2 separate regions of the Pan troglodytes genome follow, and region 2 is linked to region 1. A link is a contact called in public HiChIP or PLAC-seq data. All regions are on one chromosome and are shown on one strand. The core of a region is the stretch at or near the end of the contact, and the rest is flanking DNA. Distances in the headings are between cores, read along the strand shown. Region 1 overlaps LOC129136497 (a long non-coding RNA gene). Region 2 overlaps CACNA2D4 (calcium voltage-gated channel auxiliary subunit alpha2delta 4).

Region 1 (5,153 bases), core at 24-2,523:
CACACATACACTTGTTTATCTGGGGAGATGCCTTCCCGTTCTAAACAACTGACTTACAAATTCTCTTTCTGAGAACAATGCCCATTCATAAGTTGGGAACATTCTGTATGAGTGACTTCTGGCTGGGAAGGCACAGTTCTCAGGAGGGGGAGGAGTTCTCAGGAGACCCCTGTAAAGTGGGCCTGTGCGTAGACACTCAGGTCCCTGTGTTTGCTAGAAACACTTGGGCACACACAGGTGCCTGTTCCAAGCCTTCCTCCCAAGGAACACACCTGTGCATGTGAGTCACATGTCCCGCCAACGTGCCACCTAACCTTCACCCTGAGCTGGGGAGTATTGGGTAACTGTGTCCTCAGCAAAGTCACCCCACTGCTTGGGTAACACCTTCAGATAGTATCCAGGCCAAAACATGTTAAGAAAAAAAATTCACTCACAGCCAGAACACTTATTCCTGTTTATCTTTTAACAATGCAAGGGTAGGGAAATTGTTTGGAAATCAAAACGTGGAAGTTCGTTCATCCTCCCAACTCGTGGAGTTCTAAGGCAGAGACTGGCTAAGCTTTGTGGGACCTAAAAGTTATATAATCAGGGTGGGGCAGTTTAAATAATTACAAATACGAAATTATGAACAGGGCCTTAGAAGGCGAGGGAGAGGCCCTGAAACTTGAGCTTCATTCACTTAATGGAAAATCTAACTCTGATTCTAGGGGAAGAATCTAGAAGATTCCATGAAAATACAATGTTATAGAGCTTTAAATGACTTTCCCTAAAATACTTTTAATACTTCTTGCCTTAGTGGATCCTGGCTTTTCTTTGACAATGTCATTCAGTTGAAAACCCTCTGGGTAAAGGCTCTTCGCCTCCTGGCACCCCCATGGGGGCGGGAGGTGCTGCTCTCAGGGTCTTCACACCCCACTGTTGCAGCCCTTCGCTCAGCCGTCTCTCCAGCCGGACCATCCTCTCTGCATTTTGGTCCCTGTCCTCCGCCCACCCTGGGGCCCTTCTGCAAAGCACTGAGGGTCAGGGGCGCACGGACGTCTTCCTCCCAGCCCCTCATCCGCCAGCGAGCTGAGCCGCGCCTGGGCCCCTGTCACCGCGCCACCGCTCCTTCGGGACCTGAAGCCTCGGTGCTCAGCGATCCCCCTGCAGCTCACTGCGACCCCCACCCTTGCTGCGCCCTCCGCCTCGGCACGGCCCTCCCGGAGCTATGTGCCCTCCCTGACTTCATCTTCGCCCCTCCCCTGCCTGGCTCTCCCACTGCCAGTCACCCCAACCCCGCCCCAGCAGCAGCCTCGAGTTCCCTCTCCCCTCGAAGGCCTCGCGGCGGACTCGGAGCGGGGCAGGGCGGAGGCGGGAGGCGGGAGGCGGGAGGCGGGAGGCGGGGGGCGGGAGGCGGGGGGCGGGGGGCGGGGCCGCAGCTCCGCCCTCGGGAAATGGCTCCGCCTCCCTCGCCGGGAGCCGCCTTCAGGGGCCGTATGCAGCGACTCCCCACCCCGCGGGCCATGCCAGCGGACGGGCACCTCCGCGGGCGCAGAGCGAGTCACACGTGCATCCTCTCACCCTTCCCCCGCTGCACCGCCCGCTGTCCAGCCCTCTCCTCCTGTTTTCTCCCACTGCAGAGCTGGCTAAAGAACACTGCAGACTTGGGCCACTTTGCCCCTGCCCAGATTCCTGATTCCCGGCCTCGCGGCCCCACCGCTGTCTTCCTCTCCCCTCCCGGACTTCCTCTCGCCCCCAGCCCCAGCCCTCTGTGGCCGCGGCCTGCTCTGCCTGAGCTGCGCCTCCGGAGGTTCCGCCGCCCCTTCGCCTCCCCCTCCTCACTTCCCGCCTCCCCCTCCCCACTTCCCGCCTCCCCCTCCCCACTTCCCGCCTCCCCCTCCCCACTTCCCGCCTCCCCCTCCCCACTTCCCGCCTCCCCCTCCTCACTTCCCGCCTCCCTCCTGAGAGGTCCGCTGTCGGGAGAGAGGACTCGGTGTGTGCTCCGCTCGCCCTCCGCGAGATTCCCTCAGGGCACAAGCAGCGCTTCCTGAAGCTCGGTTAGCCCCTCACCCACCAGCTGCAAGGACGGGGACCCTGCCTTTCTCATCGCTCATCGCCCAGGGCCTGGCCGGGAGGAGGGCTTCTAACCGGGAGGAGCTGCCCGCTCTTCCGTGCCCCGCCCCCCAGCGCACCTGCCCGCGAACATGAGGCAGCCGGGGGGTCCGCTGGGGCAGAGTGCGGAGTGAAGGGGTGCACTGGGCACTCAGCGCGGCCCTTGGGAGGCAGGGCCGCCCCAGCCTGCCCTCCTGTCTAGGAAGGCCGTCCAGAAGCAGGAGCCCCGGGGAAAACAACTGGCTGGACGGGGCGGCCTTCAGTGTCTCTCCCAGCCTGAGTCGCTTCCCACCACCTGGGCACGAACCTGCTCTGCGATCTCCGGCAAGTTCCTGCGCCTCCTGTCGGTAAAATGCAGATCGTGGCGTCTTCCCTGTCCCCTGTGAGGATCGTGAGCCTATGCGTGTGAGGCCACCAAATCCCAATTCGTATGAACGTGCTGGAAGCAAGGGGGTCAGAGCACTTAGCGGCTCTCTCCTCTGGTGGGGAGAAAACAATGATTTTCTTAAGGACACAGTTTGATGGTGGAGGCTCGAGAGCGGCTACAGTTGGGGCCACTGGAGAGACAGAGATGGCCTCTGGAAGAGGGTGCTGAGTTATGTAGTGGCCGATTCACTGCAGGCTGCCTGCTAGATTGTAGGCTTGCTGAAGGCAGCACCAGTTATCTGTCGCACTGTTCGCTACAGAATTGTCCGCACCAAGCACAGCATGGACTCTGTTAGCAGTGCAGCAAACATTTGATGAAGGAAGGAAGGAGGGAATTAAAGGAGGAGGAAAGGAAAGGAGAAAGATAAAAAAGGAAGAAAGGAGGAAGGGAAGGAAGGAAGAAAGGAAGGACGGAGGGAAGGAGGGAAAGGAGGGAAGGAGGGAAAGGAGGGAAGGGATGAAGAAAGGGAGAGAGAAGGAAAGAAAGGAAGGAGGGAAGGAAGGAAGGAGGAAAACAGGAGGGAAGGAAGGGGGAAAGGAAGGGAGGAAGGAAGGAAGGAGGCTGCTTAGGGGTAAAATGTCTGTAGGGAGGATGCAGCCAGGCCACGAGCTAATAGAAGGTGCAGAATGTCAAGCTGCTGAGATGGACCATGGAAGGCAAGAAGAATGAGGGAATGCCCACCCAGTCCTCAATGACAAATAATGATCTTGTTTTATTTTGCTTTTTCCTCGATCTTAATTTTTAATCCCCAATGGCTGAATGATGGTGTTCTGTGCAGACATTTGTGTTCGGGTAGAGAGAAGGGGAAAGAATGCTGGGACTGGCCCACTATGGCCCTGCCCTTACAAACTAGAGGAGAGTAATTAAATGAAAACGATGGCAAGGATGTACATGTAAAACATTTAAAGGCTGGGCACAGTGGCTCATGCCTGTAATCCCAGCACTTCCGGAGGCCAAGGCAGGTGGGTCACGAGGTCAGCAGTTCGAGACCAGCCTGGTCAACATGGTGAAACCCCATCTCTACTAAAAATACAAAAATTATCCAGGCGTGGTGGTGGGTGCCTGTAATCCCAGCTACTTGGGAGGCTGAGGCAGGCGAATCGCTTGACCCGGGAGGCGGAGTTTGCAGTGAGTCGAGACCATGCCATTGCACTCCAGCCTGGGTGACAGAGGGAGACTCTGTCTCAAAAAACAAACAAACAGCAACAACAAAAAACATTTAAAGACACACAAGGCCGGGCGCAGTGGCTCTTGCCTGTAATCCTAGCACTTTGGGAGGCTGAGGCAGGAGGATCGCTTGAGCCCAGGAATTTGAGACCAGCCTGGGCAACATGGTGTAAACCTGTCTCTAAAAAACATAGAAAAATTAGCTGGGCGTGGTGGTGCGCACCTGTGGTCTCAGCTACTCGGGAGGCTGAGGTGGGAGGATCACTTGAGCCCGGGAGGTCAAGCCTGCAGTGAGCTATGATCTCACCACCGTACTCCAGTCTGGGTAACGGAGCAAGACCCTGTTTCAAAAATAAATGAAGGAAATAATAAAAATTAAGAACACACAAAAGTAGATTCAAAATATTACACACACTTTTACACCTGTATCTCTCTCTCCATCTTTATGTATTGGAAAGCTTGAGTCCACACTGATAATCTCCAAGTCCAGGCCGACAGCATGAGTGCATTCTTGTTTTCTCCCTTTCCCTTCTCTGCCAGTAAGAAACCCGGCTCCACAGGGAGTGAAAAGAATGAAAAAGCAGCAGTAGGTCACTAAGGTCCCAGCTTCCCTGTGCCAGCCCTGCCATGGTGCCTCCAGGGATGCAGACCTGCCTGGGGCAGAGGTCTTTAAGGAGACCAAATTGGAACCAGAAGTTTCTTCAGACTGAAAGAACTCCAGGAAGTGTCAGTGGTTAGGGCAGATTTAGGATACCCTATAAATATACAGTAGGGCAAAGTTAAGTCAAGGGCCCCTGGAGCCTTCGGGGTTATGTCGAACCTCCAGGGTTCACCTGGATTAACTCTGTGGTGGCTTCCAGCTGTTGATCTCACCCTAGACCCAGGAATCTGAGGTATGATTTGAGTTAGAAATGGGAAGTAGGGGAGAAATGAAGAAAATGAGAAGAAAACAGTAAATCTATCACCACTTAAAAACATTAGTATTGATAAAATTGACTTCATAAAAATTAAAAATTTCCATGTGGCAAAAATAGCTGAGTCAAAATATAAGCAATTAACTGGGAAAATATTTGCAACACATATGACAGTTAATTTTCTTCACATGCAAAGTACACTTAAGAGTGAATAAGATAATCAGCCCCAAAGAAAAATGGGCAAAATACCTTAAAAAACCACAGAAGAAGAAATATATCTGGCTTTCTTTTTTTTTTTTCGAGACAGAGTTTTTGCTCTTGTTGCCCAGGCTGGAGTGCAATGGCATGATCTCAGCTCACCGCAACCTCCGCCTCCCAGGTTCAAGCGATTCTCCTGCCTCAGCCTCCCAAGTAGCTTGGATTACAGACATGTGCCACGACGCCTGGCTAATCTTGTATTTTTAGTAGAGACGGGGTTTCTCCATGTTGGTCAGGCTGGTCTTGAACTCCGACCTCAGATGATCCACCCACCTCGGCCTCCCAAAGTGCTGGGA
Region 2 (4,997 bases), core at 2,236-4,735, 140 kb after region 1:
AGCACAACCACTGCTCTTTTTCACTATTTTACAGCTATTTTTTGCCGTCCCCTGAATGTACATCAATTTCCATGCAGCAATTGGATGTCTCAGCCTATTGGCTTTTCATAGATGCAAACTTTCCTTTAGGGCTTTGTAAAGAAGTTTTGGGAAGTTCTTCAATAGCAGCAGTTTGGGGACATCACGTGTAGCCCTGTCGCTATTTCCTGAATGGATTTCATTCCTTTCTCAGTCTTGACCATTCCCTTACCCAACCCCCACCCCAACACAGTCAAAACCTTTTTGAGCAGCAGCTAGGAAGGTGAGCGGCCTCCCACCATGAGCCTCACTTTGGGGAATCTATGCTTTAGTTGGGGCATATTCTTGCCTTAGCCTCATCTCTGCATTTGGCCTCATTCTGCTGCTGCTTCTCAGTACCCAGAAGTCCTTGGGTTCTACCAGAGACCACTCTGACAGAAAGGGTCAGAAACAACTGACCCTTTCTTGGCTGGGTCTGGACTCTGGAGTACAGGAAGAACTAAATTACTTTGTCTTGGTCCAAGCTGAGCTCACGCTGGCTTCCCGAAGAGGAGACAGGAAGGTTAGGTCAGAAGTATGCTCATGTTGAGACCTAGGGCGGATGGTACCGGGCACTATGAAGCATCTTGAAAGTGGTGCCAGGTGATTGGTTTCCTGTTCCATCCAGCATTCTCCGGAGGCAGGGGCCACCAGCCCAGGATTGAGAGGAGCGTTGGCCTGGGGGCGACCCAACTGCAGTTAGCTGCATCCCATGTCAGTGTTGACTTTTGGGATGGCTCTGGAAGGATCACCTTGCCAAAACAGGTCAGGCTGGGTGGTGTCACCGCAGGAGTTGGGGCAGTAGCCCCCAGGCACACACAGGCAGCAGGAGTAGGGGCGGCGAGGCTGAGGTGTCCGAGGCGCCGCCGCAGTCCTGGGCGTTCTCCTGCGAACGCAGAGCAGAGGTGAGAGCGCAGCACTCAGAGGAGGACCCTCGAAAAGGGAAGGGCTTCCACCACTAATTTGGGCCAAAATCCTGGGGAAAGGGGAGTTTTGGAAAGCCGGGGAAGCACTGCTACCTTTCTTAGGCCCCTACCTTTTGGGGGAAAAGCAAAGGCTGGCCCCTCAGCCTGGGAGGGGGGCACCGGCCTTCTCTGCTTGCCCTCAGGCTTGGAGTGGCCGCGGGGTCATCCTCTCGGAATGTCCTCAACTCTGGGAGCATCTCTGATGGGGGTTTCTGGTCCCAGCAGGCCAGACTGTATGAAGCACCCGGCTCAGGGCCTGACACCTGGGTCTCGGATCTGGATCCGTACCAGCCACTATGACTATTATCCACGTGACGGCCTCCTCACATTGCTCGATCATTCAGAACTAAGTGTAGCGGGAATGAGGACAAGATGGGAAAACTGCATTCTAATTCACCTAGGGCCCAAGCCCTAGGAAGCGTGGCTCTTTGTTAAAGCACCTTGGGATCCTGGTTGACTTCGTATTTTAATGACACAGGGGCTCTGCTGTGTTTTCACACCACCACTTCAACAAATGTGAAGGGTTTTTCCCACCCCACTCTCTGGACACCAACTGGGTGTCTGTCCTGAAACTCAATTCAAGTCTGACACTATTGAGAGTTAGCATTAGATCTCGCAAGTTACAGGGCTCGGTCCCACAAGGTGGCCGTCACTTCAGATGCCAATCGCAAGCCCCAGGTCTCCTGTCCTTCTGACAGACTGGCTGTAAATCTAGGGTTCCCATGAGCCTGTCTCAGGCTCCGTGAGTTGTTAGCGTGGCTCACTAAACTCAGGAAGGTGCTTCCCTCACCATGACCAGTTTATTATAAAGGACGCAGGTCAGGCGGCTGAGTGGAAGAGACACGTAGGCCAAGGCACGGGGTGCGCAGAGCTCCCACACCCTTTCACCAATTCGGACACTCTCCAAACACAGTGGCTCAGGGATTTTATGGAGGCCTCATTATGATCATTGATTAAATCTTTGGCCATTGGTGATCAACTCAGTCTCCAGCCCCCTTCCTTTCCCAGAAGCCAGGGGCTTGGAGCCAAAAGTCCCAACCCTCTAATCCTAACTTGGTGTTTCCTGTGGCCGGCTCTCATCCTGTCTAGGGCCCCCAGCCACCAGTCATCTAATTAGCATACAAAGATACCTCTATCATTCCAAGGGTCTTAGAGGCGCCTGTGAAGGAACCAGGGACTAAGACCAAACACTATAACAAAAGATGCACCTATCACCCTAATCATTCAGGAAATAACAAGGGTTTTAGGAGCTTGCCAGGAATCAGGACAAAGACTAAAGATCTGTTTCTTATTATATCACAGTGTCACAGGGCATAAACGCAAATGTTTCCCCCGAGAAGCACAGGCACGGGTGTGTTCATTGGCATCCCTATATGCTCCTGTCTGCAGGGGCACAGACCCAGGCACAGAGGGTTTGGGGATGAAAATCCGGCCCACCCTCGATCCGCCTCAACCCGCACCTCTGGATGGAAGGCGTGGCAGGAGTCTGGTCGCCGGCGGAGCTTCTGGGAGCGCATCCGGTCACATTTGACAGAGGCATTATGTGCAGAAGCCACTGTTAAGGTCAATATCTCAGGACCGGAGCCCATTCTGCAGACTGGAAAAAGGTCTGGAAGAACCTGCTCTGGTGCCACCAGTTGCCCTGCAAGTAGCTTTAGGGTCAGGAGGCAGCACCGGGGCCCGGGGAAGGGTTAGAGAACAAATAACGGAGCCCTGTGGAGGACAGACGGGCGGTGAAGGAGGCTGGCCCCGCTGCTCAAAATCTGAGCCCTGCAGACACCTCCTACAGCCCCCGCCCCCACCGCACACATCCCCGAGCATTGCAGGATATATTTGACTTCTGTCGCCTCCTGCAGCACTGGTGGGAAGATGCTGCAGTCACAGGTGGGGTCTGTCACCAGGAGGAGGAGGTTACTGTTGGGAATCTGCTGCACCACAAATACCCTGCAGCAAAGAAAGGGAGTCGAGGATGGCTCCGTGGCGACCACGAGAAGGGCTTCTAGGGAAGGAACTTCTGGAGACTTTAGTGTGGAGTTAGGGTGGCAGGGAAGCCCGGAACCATGAGGCAGGGCGGGTCGGGGCAGCTAAGGGAACGGGCCTGGCAGATGGCTCAGTCCTACTGGCTTTCCTCACAAGCCTTTGCTGCTGCATTTCCTTTCCTAGCAGACTGGAGACAGTGAGGAAGTCCAAACTGGGCCGCTTTGGAGAGTGCAGAGTTGCTATTAATATATGCAGGGACGACAGGCGTAAATCAAGACCGTCCCGAGCAAATGGGCGGGCGAGGCAACACTTGCTTTGGGTGAGGGTGGTGGGGGCAGGCCCGGGCGAAGCGGCAGCGCTGGAGCTTGGCCACCAGGTGGCGCAGTGGTCCCGCGCTCGGCGAGGCCGCCCTGCGAGGAGTGGCGCGGAGTGGGGCGGAGCCCGCCCGCCAGGCCCACGGCCTTCCCAGCAGTCCCAGCGGCCGCCTACCGAGCGCCTCCCCTGGGATGGGCGGTCTCACACACCCAATGTGCACACCACAGCCATGTATACTCTCAGCCTTCACAGCTCTGTATGAGGCTGGTGTTGTGCCCATTTTGCAGATGAGAGAATGGAGACTAGAGGAGGCGAAGTCACTTGCCCACGGTCATAAGCGGGGGAGCGCAGAGCCAGTTTTCAATTCAGGAGTGTCTACTCTGAAGCCCTCGCTTCACTCCGGAGCCCGCTGGCTCTATCCTCGCACCGAGCCTTTGCGACAAGTGCACAGGGAACGCTAACCTCAGCCCTCAACCCTGCACAGAACCCGGGGTGAAACCCGCGCAGCACGACGCGCAGGGAGTTGGGGAGGAGGGAGCCCCCGATGCCTGCGCCGCAGGTGCCGCACTGTTAAATGGTGTGCCAGGGGCCCGGGGGTCTAGGGACCGCCCTGCGAGCGGCACGTCTGGCTGAGGCGACCCTCGAGGAGGCCGCTGCATTCCCAGCGTGGGGGTCCTCCCAGGCTTGGGTGCGGGGGGTCAGCAGGAGAGACCCCTCCGTGCGGCCTCCCTGCCTCCCCGGGGCCAGGGCGGGTTATAACTAGCGGCTTCCACACAGCAGGAAGCCTGACAGAGGCGCCCGCGGGGCTCCCAGCGACCCGAGGACATCGCACACTTTCGGGCTTCTCTTCTCACACTCCCTCTGCCTTCCGAGTTCTCCCCATGCAGCTCAGGCGCGGGCACTGGCACCGCCCCGGGCACCGCCTGAGCAGGGGTGGGGGAGACCCGCTGAAGGGCCCACTCGCCCAGAGACGCCGTGGGGTCACGGCTGCGGCCTTGGTGGGGTGGGCTCGACACACAGGGTCAGGCCTCGGGACCACCTCTCCCCATCCCGGCTGTCCCGGTCCCCAGCCGTCCTGCCCGCCTCAGGACCTTGCGCCTCCTGCGTGTCTCCTCCACTGAGGACGGTGGGGGAAGACCCCGAGAGCGTGGGCTTTGCACTTAGAAGCATCCCCCTCCTCCCGGCTGTGGAGCCGGTTCCCTGGGGGTTCCGGGGGCCCTGCCCGGACTTCCGCCTTGCGGAGGGCGGGAGGAGTGTGGCGGGACGGGCGGCGCCGCCCTGGGGTCTTACTTCTGGCAGGGCCCGCACTCGATGATCCCGTTGGCCTCCTGGATGGCCGGCTGGTACACGAACACGGGGTACTCCGTGTCGCAGGGCTGCAGCTGGTCCTGCTTCTTGTGTTTGTGGGCTGCGGGCAGACAGAGAAAGGACATCACGCCACCGAAGGGGCCTCTGGCCTGCGGTGACCTCGCCTCGGCACTCCCAGGGCCCAGTGCATTTGCAGATGGTCCCTCCTCAGGCAGTTCTCAGGACACGTGTGGGAGGAGCCGGGCGGGTGAGGGGAGGGAAGACACACGGATTTCTCTGGAGAGGGTGGCTTCGCACGGGGAGCGCCGCAGGGGCCCTGAGCCTCGGTGGAGGGAAAGCGCTTCCTCTCGGGGAGCCTGGCCCTCGCTGTGA

Evidence for each region. HiChIP or PLAC-seq counts read pairs in DNA pulled down with a chosen protein or histone mark.
Region 2: an H3K4me3 HiChIP or PLAC-seq map of stem cell-derived excitatory neurons shows a contact between it and region 1, with 9 times the contacts expected there. The contact joins two enhancer-like sites. A contact is called at or near these places in 5 of 7 Hi-C or Micro-C datasets (blood, induced pluripotent stem cells, lymphocytes and 1 more), 1 of 1 datasets of contacts at active chromatin or transcription factors (stem cell-derived excitatory neurons) and 1 of 1 other capture datasets (stem cell-derived neural stem cells).

What each region holds. Positions count from the first base shown.
Region 1 is chr10:8,819,493-8,824,645 of NHGRI_mPanTro3-v2.0_pri, forward strand. It overlaps LOC129136497 (a long non-coding RNA gene), which reads right to left. Exons shown (of 3, transcript XR_010148237.1): 2 at 2,399-2,570. Among named protein-coding and RNA genes, the nearest start is that of ADIPOR2, 7.3 kb to the right of the region's middle. Within about 2 kb of position 1,274, at least 20 of the 24 cell types and tissues checked have an H3K27ac peak or open chromatin away from gene starts, as enhancers often do. A contact at or near this core is called in induced pluripotent stem cells, stem cell-derived excitatory neurons and stem cell-derived neural stem cells, where this site is marked.
Region 2 is chr10:8,954,621-8,959,617 of NHGRI_mPanTro3-v2.0_pri, forward strand. CACNA2D4 (calcium voltage-gated channel auxiliary subunit alpha2delta 4) reads right to left here. Exons shown (of 40, transcript XM_063786224.1): 37 at 4,608-4,725; 38 at 2,851-2,966; 39 at 2,483-2,562; 40 at 1-943. The coding sequence ends at 839. Among named protein-coding and RNA genes, the nearest start is that of LRTM2, 25 kb to the right of the region's middle. Within about 2 kb of position 3,486, at least 17 of the 24 cell types and tissues checked have an H3K27ac peak or open chromatin away from gene starts, as enhancers often do. A contact at or near this core is called in induced pluripotent stem cells, stem cell-derived excitatory neurons and stem cell-derived neural stem cells, where this site is marked.